Linked DNA regions of Xenopus laevis: region 2 is linked to region 1. The links are chromatin contacts, called in public Hi-C maps. All regions are on one chromosome and are shown on one strand. Each heading gives the region's core, a stretch centred on a gene start, on an enhancer-like site or on the middle of the called end of the contact. The rest is flanking DNA. Distances are from core to core; before and after follow the strand shown. Region 1 has its middle 72 kb from the start of slc38a10.S. Region 2 holds the start of bahcc1.S (BAH and coiled-coil domain-containing protein 1).

Region 1 (6,996 bases), core at 2,064-4,563:
TATGTCAAATTGAATTTTTCACTGGAAATGTCAAATTCCTACCTCCTGTAATCCAATCCGTTCTAAAGCTGCACCAGGAAAAACATAGGTATGCACATAAAGATACTGAAATATTCTAAGGCGACCAGACGTGGCCAGAAAGGTTAGCGATTTCAGAAAAGGGAATCTAGTCATCTAAATAAAATAAATTAGTAGTGGATGATAAGATCCGTTATACACATTTCTGGCTGATTATCCCTGAAACACCATGTTTTAGCCACGAAGCTGCTTCAGCAAAAACAAATACAAAACAAATATTTGCTCTTACGACTTGCATTTTACAAAACAGAACCCGCATGTCTGTGCTGACACATACATAATATGTCTTTCCTTTATTTATTGTTAAATAACACGACAAACAAATATTTGTTTTTGTGACAATGTATTTTTATTGAGGTTTGACACAGAATTTCTGTGAACTGAAAAAAATCCTTTTTAAAATCTCACTGTGCCTCTCCCATAAATACCCTTCTTAAATATTCATACATTCAGATGAATGAGTTTCACTTTTGCCTGTTCTGCATATAATTTTTTTTTTAAATTTTATATTACTAGAGTAAAATTCATAAACCTGAGATAAAGCACGCCACTTAGCCTTCCTATCGTGTCTGTGACACATTTTATATGTGCTCAAACAATATATTTATGAGGGATGCATTGGATCTATAAATTTTTCGATTCACCAAATTTCCTCCATAAAAGATATGGTTAAATACCAAGCCCTAACTGGGTTAATAAGATATTGGATGAATGCAAAAAAAACATCAGTTGTGGAGAAAAAGATATTAAAGATATTTGGATTAATTTTTCTTTATTTAATGTTACAGGGCAACCCTTTTATAATAACAAAAAATAAAAATTGGTATAACCGATTCATGTGTGGATGAATTTTTCGTATATTTAATGTTAAAGGGCAACCCTTTTATAATAAAATACCTTTAGTTAATTTAACCAGGCTGAACACAATTCTTTGCAAATGTACTTCTCAGAATAGCAGAAAAAAAATACAACAGTTATCATACAAGAAATATATAATTGTTTTATTTATATATTGTGTTTTTAAATTTTATTGTGTACATAGCACAAAGGATAGGCCACTGTGTATGACTGAATGTACATTCCTATAGAAAAGCATTGTATAGTGCTAACTTGCATGTTAATTAGATGAATAATTATCAAAGGGTGAAAAAGAATTATCTACAAAGACTAAAAAAGGAAAATGTTTGGGGGCAGATGAAAGGTCGAAGTGAAAATTCAAATTTAAAAGTTCAAATTTCTAGCTAATTTTTGTGTACTTCGACTAGGGAATAGTCCAAATTAAATTCAAATTTTAAAAAAAAATTTGAATTTTGAAATTTATCATATACGGTCTCTTTAAAAATTAGACTGACCATTCACCATCTAAAACATGCCCAATTGCTGTTTTAGCCTATGGGGGACCTCCAAAAACCTATTTGGAGTCAAAGGGTGGACTATTACTTTGATTGATACGATTCAAATTTGATCAAAAATAGACCTATTCGGACAAAAAAAATTTCGATTTCATTTTGGTTGGTCTTTTTGAATTGACGTTTTTCAAATTCGAAATTCAACTGTTGATAAATCTGCCCATTGGGATTGTGGAAAAATTTGAGATCTGTGGATTATTTATTTCTTAACTGTTTAATATATACTGCCATGAGCATGCAATAATGTTAACATTTAAATCTCTTTATAATGGTAATTTATTAACAGACAAGACTACATTTATATCTCACCACTGTTTTCAAACAAAGCTTGCGTTTACTTGTGAGAACAGGGCAAATTAAATGTTTATTCTATTTCAACTACTATATAACCCACTCTTTTTTTAAAAAAAACAAAATTATTGCAGCAATTGGTGTTGCATTAAATTAAAAAAAATATGTTATATGTATCAAAATAAAGTGTCTAGGCAGGGTATTTCTTTCTATTTCTAAGTACCCTAGGAATGTGCAATTAAAATATTAATTTAGTTAAAATATATATATATTTAAAAGAACTTCCCAAAACAGACTTTAAGCAACCCTGCTTTATTTTGCTTTGCAACCCACAAATATATGACTACTCTGGTGAGGGAAGATATATGCGTGCTACATACACAGAGCTGTTGCAAACCCAGCAATCGCAATGAAGCAGGACACGGGTGTTTCTGCAGCTAATTAGTCTTTGTTTACAAATTATTTCTGGCTCAGCCAGGAACAAGTATCTGGTTAAAAATATATATTCATGTTCTAAGACTGATATTTTATTTCCTGATTGCTTAACAAAATAAACATTTCAGTGTCTTGAAATATCCTCTACATGAATTTGGCATTTAAAATAATAAAATGGATCAGAGAAAAAAAAAAGTTTTCTTTAATGTACTATTTGGAGGCACATATGTTGCACACAAATTCAGATGTGTGTGTACGGGCAATGCAACAGAGCTGCTGCATTTCCTACTGAAAAAAGGTGGTTTTAAAAGGAGTGCAGATTTCAGTGTATGTTATGGTCTTCTATTTGTCTAAACGCTGTCCTTGGAGGGTTCCTCAATCCAAAAGCCTTTTTTGTTTTGCATAATGAAGAGAAAAATAATTCTAAGCAAGTTTCCAATATGCAACCATTACAAATTTCAGTTGTAAATCAGTATTGAAAGCCTGTTTATAGTCTATGCTTTGGTTCCGACACAAACATTGTTGCAAAAGCAGCTAAAGAACAGAGCTCGAGGAAAAGGGATTTGCTGTATTGTATCCAGAAAGCAATCAGGGATGAATGATGATCCTATATATTTTTTTATAGTACAAACATATTGAAGACTACTCCCCTTACAATTACATAAACCATTGAAAATCTGTAATTAATGGATACTGGAATGTTGCTTTGAATTACAATTTCTTTCATTATGCAATAAACACCGTTTTTTTTTGGGGTGGAGATCCCCTTTAACCGCCGCAATGCTGCTCTTTTTTATAAGTAACACACGCCTACCTGAAGTCTAGCCAGTGTTTAAACCTATCACAGCTTTATTAGAAACAGTGGCCTCCTTGTCTTAGTTACCTACCTGTATCTTGTCCCTGCCCCCCTCCCCCCCAATGAGAAGTTTTTGGGGAGCTCCAGTTCTTTTAAGAGCCATTAGCTTGAGAGCTTTTTTCATCCCAGAGTTGGCACTGAAGAATTCATGGTGGGGGGATGGGTATTCCAACATGATTGCCCCCTCCTCCCTGCGCTAGCAGATGAACCTCTTATTGTTCTTGCAAATTGGTCCTTGCGCGTCCCTCCCCCAATCCGAGGGAAACCCCATAGACCTGGCAACCCAAAGGCATTTCCATTTCCTGGGTAGAGATTCTCTATCCTTTGCGAAAACCGCTGAGCAACATCCCTGGAAATTGCTCTTTACCGGGCACTGGGGCAGGGGGCCTGGCTTTTGACTTCTGCGCTTGCTTCGTGCAAACAGGACGGGAAATAGAAAGCTGATGTGTTGCAGATGCTGCAGGTCAGACCATGAGCGGGCGGTGTGGGGGCGATCCCTGCTTCCTCTAGGCACAATGCTCACCGGACTGCCCGCCGCTACTACTGCTGCTACATTGCCCTCTTCTGCTCGGGAGATGCTCTGGATCCTGCTCGGGGAGGGGGAAAGCACTGGCTGATCTAGCCTGACGGGGAGGGGGAAAGGGCATGGAACAGCCGTTCTACAGAGACTCGGTAAACAGAATCCTGGCAACGCCCCTGTTTCATCTGGTACTGCCTATTAACCCGAGCCTGTCCGAAACGTGCAGCCTTGCTGTTTACTTCCTGCTGAATGAATATGTGTGGCTGCCTGGATAGTACACATATTTCTATTGTCATCTTGCTGCACTTGTGTCAGTTATAGGGCAAATTGGTAAAACATTTGTATATACTTATTTTCTATTTAAAATGAGAGAATAAGGTTGGACTTGGATGTGTAAGAAGAAGGCATAAAAGAGTCCCAAGTAATCTTTATTTGCTTTAACTTTCAGCAAATTCGTTCAGTCACCTTCACTTGTGTATCGTGCTCACTCTCCAGTCAGGCCACACCAGAAGACCCATAGACAATTTCAGTAAACAGAGGTATGGATGGAGCACATAAGACACAGTCTCTGCCGCAAATATTTATTGCATCAAATAATAAATAAATAATTATTTGCGGCAGAGATTGCATCTTATGTGCTCCATCCATAACCTCTGTTTGCTGAAATTGGTATGTAGCTTTATCATTGTGTTGCTTTATGTACCACATTGTATTGCATGTAAGGGACCAACTGTTCAGAATGCTCTGGATCTTTCTAAAAAAAAAAAAAAAGAGGTCTTTCTGTAATTTGGATCTCCATACCTTACATCTGCTAAAAAAAAATATTTAAGCATTATTTGAATCCAGTGAAATAGTTTTGACTCCAATATTAATTCATTAGACTTTAGGTGGGATCAATTAGAAAGTAGAAAAAAAAAACTTTAAAAAAACGTAATTATTTGATTAAAATGGAGTCTATGGGAGCCATTCCATAATTTGGAGCTTTCTCAATAACAGATCCGATACCTGTACAGCTGTTTAAAGTACCATGTGTCCTGTTAGATCGTAATTCATAAATACAAATACTAAGAGCTGCGCCTAATGGGTTTTACAAAATGGGCTGTAAGTAATGTATTAATACAATACTATAGTTAGTTATTATTAGCAAATAATTATTAGCAAAACAGTATAATAGCAGCCAGTAACGATCATTTATTTATAAAAGGTGAGTGCATTGCCGTATATAGCAGGAGACTTACATCCAGTAGAAATTATAAACTGAGGGCTAACATTTCATATCTGAACACAAAAGATAGGCTGTTTTGCATGTATTATGTAGTTTATGAAATAGCTATATTCTAGAATGAGAAGGGACATGTAGATTCATTTTATATGTTCTGGACAATTAAAAAGAGGTAATATGCTTGAGACAGTTGGCACCTCTCTGACAAAATAGCCAACAGTCAGGTCCAGACAGGCAACCTGGATACTGTGGCAAATGCCAGATCCATTAAGAAGCCATAGACTGTTGTGTTATATTGAATCTATGTGGGGCTGTTTGAGCCTTTGTGTAATTGATGTGCCAGGGCCTGTTTTGAATCTCATTGCAGACATGTCTACAGTCATTCACTACATTCATTAAATCAATAAAAACAGATACATTTGGGTCATCTCCGCCTATCGAGCAGACTCCAATAATAAGCACCGAAACACATACACACACTTAGGTGATCTAGCCGTTAAAAGGACACCACTCGCCTGCACGTTTGAAGAAAATTTTCATTTAATCAAATAGTTATACTTTACACTTTACTCTGTAAAGGTATGTTGCATCATGTGCACTTTATTTTTATAGAGGTTACTGCACTAGGCTTTTCGTGTCTATTCGCGCTTCCCTACAGAAATCCATACACACACTTGCATTCAGAACTACCTTCTTTTATCCAGAATGCTCAGGACCTACTTAAAGGTTACTATAAAATATTTAAACCTTAAATAAACCCAATAGGATTGTTTTGCCTAGAGTAAGGATTAATTATATCTTGGTTTGGATAAAGGTAATGTTTTATTATTATAGAGAAAAGGGAATCATTTGAAAAATGTTCAATTATTTGATTAAAATGGAGTATAGAGTCTGTATGAGATGGCCTTCTGGAACATTCTGGATAATGGATTTCTGTATAACAAATCTTATACCTTTACATTGCACTGCTCACTATTTGGTATGTTCGGTGTGTCAGCACAAGATTTAAATACAACAAAGTTTGTTTAACTTTTCCTATTCGATCGATGATGTGTGTTCTAAAGACCAAGCTTTTCTTTTAGTTTATACTAAGCCATTTTTTACTGTTAAAGTCAGCCAAAAGCTAAAATCCATAAGATGTGCTTAGGCACACCACTATAAAAAAGTATTTAAAAAAAGATACGATTATGTTCCCATCAAAAAAAATAATGATAAATTATACTATAAAATAACAAAATAATTACTATTTGCCACTGGAAGAACGCTGCTACATTCTGAGTCATCAAAGGCACCAAAGCCTGCTGAAATTGAGATTTGTTTTGCTTCACTGCTCTGCATTCCTGGTTTCTATGCCTGAACCAATTGCAATGCAAGTTTCACTTTTTACTGGATAGTATTGGGTTGATCTATCCAATGGCTTACTCTCCAGCTGTGTTTTTCTATATCGGGAGGCACATTTAGGGTTTTAGAATTTTAACTCTCTTTTTTTATAAGGTTTTAAAGAGTTAAAAAACAGGAGGAGCAAGCAAACACATGAAGATATTGTTATATATAGCTCTGTTGAACACCCCCTATGGCAATCCAGGTTTGAAGGAGGTGTATAGCACCTGCTTTCCCTTATAGCAGAGGCAACGGATCCCTGTAGCTCCACATGCAAGATTATGGGGCTAGATCTTCTGCAGTAGCAGAAGAGGGCTACACATGTTTACAAGCACTTGCCTTCACTGATATTAGAGAATCCTCTGTTTTAATACTTTTCTCAATCTATACACCTCCTTCCTATACATCCTCCAAACCTGGATTGCCATAGGGGTTGTTCAACAGACCTATATATAACAATATCTTTGTGTTTGCTTGCTCCTCCTGTTTTTAACTCTTTTAAACCTTATAGAAAAGAGAGTTTACAATTCTAAAACCCTAAATGTGCCTCCCCCTGTAGAACAGCACAGCTGGAAAGTAAGCCATTGGCTAGATCAACTCCACACTATTCATAAAATAGCTTGCCTCCACCCAGGGTCAGGGTCAACCTTATAGAAAAGAGAGTTTACAATTCTAAAACCCTAAATGTGCCTCCCCCTGTAGAACAGCACAGCTGGAAAGTAAGCCATTGGCTAGATCAACTCCACACTATTCATAAAATAGCTTGCCTCCACCCAGGGTCAGGACAGGCTGAACTGAATTACCC
Region 2 (6,996 bases), core at 2,122-4,621, 150 kb after region 1:
CTCGTCCAGAACCCTTTGCTTGGCTCCTCTCTTATTAAGGCCTGGTGGCATCCAATTAGCTGAAGGCTCCTCCCAAAGTGAAATGCAACCTTTGAAGGCAGAAGCAAGAGCCGAGACCAGGGAGCCTAGCACTGGTTCTGGATTTAGGGTGCCGAACGTGACAGTACAACGGGCCGGGCCCATTAGACGGAAGAAAACAGAAGAAGGTCCTGCTATTCCAAACCTCTGAGCTGCTTTTCTCTACCCTCTTCCAGCACTTAGAGGAACAAGAGGGGAAACCGGACTACATTATCCAAGCTCTGCATTCCCTCTCCAACAGGCTAGATGCAGTTCAGCATGCCTCTGCTGTGGTTCCTGAGGGATACTCCCTTTCATCTACCCTGGGAAATAGAGTTAGTCCTTCTCTGATAAGTTTAGTGGGGATAGGAGTAATTTTTTTGTTTTTCAAGAGGCATGTAAGTTGTACCTCAGATTTTTCCCTCACAATTTCCCTACTGGTGAGGATGAAGTAAGGTTTGTTATGACCTTACTACAATGTGATCCACAAGTGTGGGCACTAAGATTACCCCCCTCTGACCCTGCCTGTCTTTCCCTAGAGGTATTTTTTACCACCGTGACCATGTTATACGATGACCCGGATTGTGATAACTAAGAGTAATTGAGGAGTACTGTATGGAATGCTGGTCAGTTGAGACGGGGTGGAATGATACAGCTCTTCATGGCATTCCGGGTGGGGCTTTCTGACTCTTTCAAAGACAGCCTGGTTAATTACCCTACTCTATCCATTTTGAATGACCTTATGAAGTTAGACATCAAAATTAATAGGAGGCAAAGGGAAAGGGCGTGCTGAAGGGGGTACATATTTCCCAAAAGTATGTTATACTGATGAATTACCAACTCCCTCATTGCCTATTCCTCAGGGTAAAGCAATGCAATTGGGTGTTACTCGGTTGTCCCCTGAGGAGAGGACTCAAAGGTGACCCCAGCGTTTGTTTATATATTGCGGGGATAAATTGTCCTAAGAGGCTGGGAAAGCCTCAAAAGCTAAATAGAAACAGGGAGTGCCATTTGTGCTGTGAGGTTTCCTCTCCCCAATGCGCCTCAAAAAATTTGGTACCTGCCGTTTTTTCCTGGCCTGGGGGTTCTGTTAAAATCTCTGCCTTGGTGGATTCTGGGGCTGTGGGGAATTTCTGAGGAAAGTCTCGTAGGGAGGTATCCAAATATCAGGTTGGGGACTTGGTTTGGTTATCCACAGTGAATATCAAGCTTAAAATTCCATTTCTTAAGCAGGGGCCCAGGTTTATTGGTCCATATCCTGTTGCGGAGATTGTTAACCCTACCTCTGTCTGTCTCAAGCTGCCTGACATGTTTAAGTTATCTAACCTGTTTCATGTTTCCATGTTAAAATCTGCTGTACAGGTCCACAAGCAATCATGTCCTACTCCAGGGTTGGTAAAGGGCCCGGTGGCCCCTCCTCGAGGGGGGTGTAATGTAAGGTCCGCGAGGACTGTTTAACCTGGTGGTCTAGTGGCCGGCGTGGACACCTGCTGCATGGTTCCGTCTCCTTCCAGTGCCGGCTTTCCTATGGCGCGCTCTGCTTGTGCTAGCCCCGACTGCCTGACTACGCTTTCCATCCAATATCCTTGGTAAAACGATTGTGCCCCTTTGCTCATCCAGAACCCTTTGCTTGGTTCCTCTCTTATTAAGACCCGGCGGCATCCAATTAGCTGAGGGCTCCTCCCGAATTGAAAGGTGGCTGTTAAAAGCAGAAGCAAGAGCCGAGACCAGGGAGCCTTGCACTGGTTCTGGATTTAGGGTGCTGAACATGACAGGGGGACTGTGACGGCCATTTCAGAATATTGTACTACTCCCTCTGCATAAATGCCTTTGTAGGTTTTGAAGTGTGTTTAGGTTCATTGTTTTGTTGTAATATCCAACCCCTGCGTAACTTCAACTTTGTGACTGATACTTGAACATTATCTTGAACGATTTGTTCATATTGGGTTGAATTCATCCGACTCTCGACTTTAACAAGGACCCCAGTCCCTGAACTAGCTACACAGCCCCACAGCATGATGGAACCTCCATCAAATTTGACAGTAGGTAGCAGGCACTTTGTTACAAAATGATTGTGGCTTTTGCGTACAAGCAACTCTGTTTGTGGCGTGAGGGCAGAAAGGGCTTATTCTCATCACCCTGCCATACAGATGTTCTTTGTGCAAATTGCGCTGAATTGTAGAATGATGTACAGATACACCATCTCCAGCAAAATGTTCTTGCAGGTCTTTGGAGGTGATCTTTGGGTTGTCTCACAATCCTCTGCCTATGCCGCTCCTGTATTTTTCCTGACCAGCCAGACCCAACTGTGCCTGTGGCTTTCCATTTCCTGATTACATTCCTTACAGTTGAAACTGACAGTTTAAACCTCAGAGATAGCTTTTTGTAGCCTTCCCCTAAACCATGATACTGAACAATCTTTGTTTTCAGATGTTTTGAGTGTTTCTTTGAGAATCCCATGTTGTCACTCTTCAGAGGAGTGTTAAACAGAAGCAAAACTTGCAATTGGCCACCTTAAATACCTTTTCTCATGATTGGACACACCTGCCTATGAAATTCAAGTCTTAACAAGCAGAGTATTGAGCAGTTACATGCATTCAAATTATCAAAATTACAAGGGTACCCAAATTTTTGCAGAGCCAGTTTTTCATACAACTGAATACTGCTTTACTAAAAATCTTTGTTCAGAAAACACCCCAGTACTCAGATGTTCCTGGGAAATGAAAGACATACCACTGTTATCTTTTTTTGTTGAAAGTGGAGTAAATTATTATGCAGACTGAGAGGGGTTCCCAAACTTTTTCATATGACTTTATATAAGGGGATAAAAAGTATCTCTAATGCTTTATTTACCAGTAAATCTTTCCAACTGTCACCCATTCCAATTAAAAGAAAAGAGGTTCCAGGCTAAATATTCGCAAGGGTTTTTTTACAGTTAGAACTATGAAGATATGGAATTCTCTCCCTGAAGCAATAGTACAGGCTGGTACATTAGATAGCTTTAAGAAGGGGTTAGGTGGCTTTTTAGCAAAGGAGGGAATACAGGGTTATGGAAGATAGAACATAGTGCAGGTTGATGCATTGACTAGTTCCAATTGCTGTCTTGGAGTCAGAAAATATTTTTTTCCCCCTCTGACTCAAGTGGCTTCAAATTAGTTTTTTTTTTTTGCCTTTCTCTGGATCAACTAGCAGTTAGGCAGGTCATATATAGTCTAAAAAGGTTGAACTTGATGAATGTGTATTTTTTCAACCTAAGTTACTATGTAACCGTACTATATAACATTAATACTTTTTCTATAAATGGATTGCTAAAGATGGCTTTGTTCTGCACATAGTAGAATTTTGACAGGCATATGTATTTTGAGTATATTATCATTAACTTGAGTGTGAGCTGCCATGTTTGTTTTTCACCCATAGACCTGATAAATCAATGCCATCCACCCAGCAAACAGTGGTGCAACCACCAGCAAGCACCCTCATGTGACCACCACAGTGTGCAGCAAGCAACATCACTTCCCGTTTAATGGTGGTTAGCAAGTCATATGGCTAAAAATGTGGGTTGCAAAAATTGTTTCCAGGCAGTATTGGGCTTGTGGCCACATTTTCCTGTTCTCTCCTAGAATTCCAGAAATGGGATATGATAGAAATTCCCCAAATCGGGCAATTAAAAGGGATTAAATTGCAGCACAAAAACAGGGCATCGTATAATGACAAGGGACTGCAATCTAAATTCGATTATCTTCGCTAGAAAGTTCCCTTGGAATGCCGTGCAAATGTTTTTGCGGATGGAAAGGCCAAATCCTAGTAGTCCATGAGTATGAAGTGCAGCGATTGTACTTAAATACAACTGGGCTTCTGCGCTGACTGGATTAAAAAGCGCCGTGTAAGTCTCTATACGTGGCACTTATACAGCTCCTCGCACAGCTCAGGCAGTCAGAGGGCGGTACCTAACACGTCAATACCTGGGGCGGTGCCTGGCAGGCATGGAGGACAATGGCAGCCCCGGGAGCGGAATTGCACGCGGCTCCTTTAAGAGACGTATCTGCTTGTTCGCCGAGCATCGGACTTTGAGGGAGAGGGTGACGGATTGCACAAGATGCACTGCGGATGTGCTGCCCAGAGGAAATTGGCGAGGACTGAGTGCTGCTTGGGGCTGCGGAGTTCCTGCAGGGCCTTAGTTCTAAATGCTTCTTCCCAGGAATGGGTGCTCTCCCCAGCCCCAGAGCGTGAATGCCCGGGAGATCCTGCTGGGATCCGGCATGTTGGGGAGGGTGGGGTGAGGGGGATCCCAATCTGTGGTGGGCGGGCTCCTTTTTCCTTCCCTGGGAAATATATGTAATAAAGGTAAGTGCTGAAAGGAATAAAAATTCTGTTTCGCCTAAAAGCCCCATTTGTGTATTTGTTAGGGACGCGCATTCCGCCTGGGGGAGGGGGAAGGGCAATGGTGCAGCAAGAAACAATAGGACCCGCTTTAACTCCTGCCAGACCGGCGGATGGGAGAGTCAAGGGCTTGGCACCGCTGGGGTTAAATTTGGAAGGGGAGAAACATCATTTAAATATCTGGTTAGGGCAGAAGAGATTACATTTCGTTTCTCTCTCATCAATTTTCTGTTTAATGTCACTGGAACTCCATTGTGGGAGAAGAGAGACGTCACACAGCCATAAATTTGTGATTATCCAGCTACCAGCAGCCTGGCCTTTAATTCAATGGATTTGCTCCAGGCAGCTAGGGATCCAAGAGCTGGAGCCCATAATCCTATTTATTAGAATCACCATAATAATATCGATAAGTGAGAAGCTAGCACAAAGGATCTGTACAGGGACCGCGCAGTCCAAATAGGAGCCAGCAATCAAGTAACTTCCCCTTTCCCAAGAGCAATAAAAGCACCAAGTGAGGGATCTGCTAGAACAGGAAATTATTTCTCCACCCTACTCTATGCTCTGTGCTGCCTGAGCTCCATTCTCCCTGGGATTGCATAGAAATGAGCCAGGACATCACTCCTAGGTAGGTTTGCTCTAAATTGTTTGCATTTTTCTTATTTTTTTTTTTTTTTACTTATCGGTTATACATCGTTCTTCAATCTTATACCCAAAAAAAAAAAATTAAATACACTCCACTTATATTCGATTATATTAGATAAATAGTAATATTACTTTAGAAATGGCCCCTATCTTCAGCTATATGGGTAAAAAGCAACACTTTTTCGGTTCGAATCCCTGCAGCTAATTAGGAATATTGGAAAACACATTGGAACATTTCTGGAATGGACATTTAATTTAACACGTTTTTCTATATATGAAAGGGCTTAAAGGAAATAACTTTAATTCAGTTAGAAACAGATCAATCACCTTTAAATAAAGTGTTCCGTTAGAAATAAGATATTGTAGGTTTTTAGAGATTTTAATTATTGGTTTATTATAAACTATATTTTTCAGTATCCATAGTAGAAATAGTAATATTAGCAATAGTAACTGTTTTTTTTTTTTTTGTTTTTTTTTTCATTGTCATTCGTGTATAGAATATATGATACATTTGTTAAAATGTATGTTTGTTTTACATTGAAAGAACAATGGTCAGGGACGGCTTCCTTTTCTATTTCAAATGAAGATTTTTCTATTAAGTCAATTAATCAGCACAAACAAGGTCGTTTTTTTCCATTTCGCATTGATTGTCTACATTTAAATCCAGAGTCGAAATTTATATTGCTTTTGTAGAAAATAAAATAATTTTTTTTTTTTCTTAACGATTTTTAATTAAAGGCATTGACTATTCGCTTAGCAAAGGAGTCCGAAGTGAGAATTCTATAGAACAAATTTGCAGTGTCATTTTCAGGAGGATTTTTGCTCCAAATTTACCGCGACCTTTACATTTGATCTAGCATATTAAAATCTTATTTTTGGTAGACGCCTGCTTTTATTTGTATACAAATAATACTATGGCAGAGGCATAGAAAGCAATGTGAAATAACCTCGAAAAAGAGGAGAATATTTGTGTGTAAGGGATAGGGTTAATATAGTACGAGTATTTATACATTTTAGGTTAAGATGATTATTTGAAATATGTATATTCCCTTACAAGTCTTATCTTTGTAACATTAGTTGAGATACTGCGTAAGGAGGAACTGTTGGCTTTTGCTTTCGGTTTGAGCCACCCCCACCATGCTGAAGGCTGGGATGATATATATGGGATTGCAGAGCAGTGCTTTATTTCCTCCAAACATAGCCTTCATGCTTTAGAATATAAATTTTGTCTTAATTGCGGACACCAAACTCGAGATGAACAGCAATTGGGGGGATCTATATTTTATTTGGGTGCCATCATATTCCGCAGAGCGGTACAATAAAATGGCACTTTCAAGGTTGCATGCGAATACTGATTGATACTGGAGGTAAAGAGGGGCTTGCTCATTAGAGCTTATTACTGAACAGACCTTCATGCAGGTTACCCTAGGGTTCCTTTTTCACCTCTTTCAGCAGTGCACTCTGTTTTTGATCTTCTAGGGAGATCAGATCAGCTACAGGACATAATGTACTCTATTTGTAGTAATTTTGTCTTACTGTAGATTGATGAACACCCAGACCTTTAGTAATGCTTATTTGTAGCCTTTTTCCAATTTTTGTACATCTCCTCCGATATTTCTCACTCAGCTTACCCCTCGACTAAATTCTGTCAGAACCCAAACGATTTTTATTTAATCCTTTTTCTATTTGTTTTCTTTTTTGAGTCAGGGCACCTCCAGTCTCATCTCCTTGATTGGAACACATGACTCCAATTAGCTTTTGGAGAAGTCATTAGCTAGAGAGGGTCACATATTTTTCCAACTTGAGCTGTGAATGTTTAAACCATGTGTTCCGTATTGAAGAGGAGAGTTACAATTGTTTTGTGTGGTATTAGTTTAGGCAGATTTGTCAGTTACTGTGACTTGGTTAAAGATTAGA

The links. A called contact is a pair of places that touch in the nucleus more often than the background predicts.
Region 2: a Hi-C map of the XTC cell line shows a contact between it and region 1, with 5 times the contacts expected there. The contact joins the promoter of bahcc1.S here to the enhancer-like site in region 1. A contact is called at or near these places in 2 of 4 Hi-C or Micro-C datasets (the XL177 cell line and the XTC cell line).

What each region holds. Positions count from the first base shown.
Region 1 is chr9_10S:23,366,403-23,373,398 of Xenopus_laevis_v10.1, forward strand. No RefSeq gene overlaps it. Among protein-coding and RNA genes, the nearest start is that of slc38a10.S, 72 kb to the left of the region's middle. Within about 2 kb of position 3,314, at least 7 of the 7 cell types and tissues checked have an H3K27ac peak or open chromatin away from gene starts, as enhancers often do.
Region 2 is chr9_10S:23,518,757-23,525,752 of Xenopus_laevis_v10.1, forward strand. bahcc1.S (BAH and coiled-coil domain-containing protein 1) reads left to right here and starts at 3,372. Exons shown (of 28, transcript XM_018238333.2): 1 at 3,372-5,062.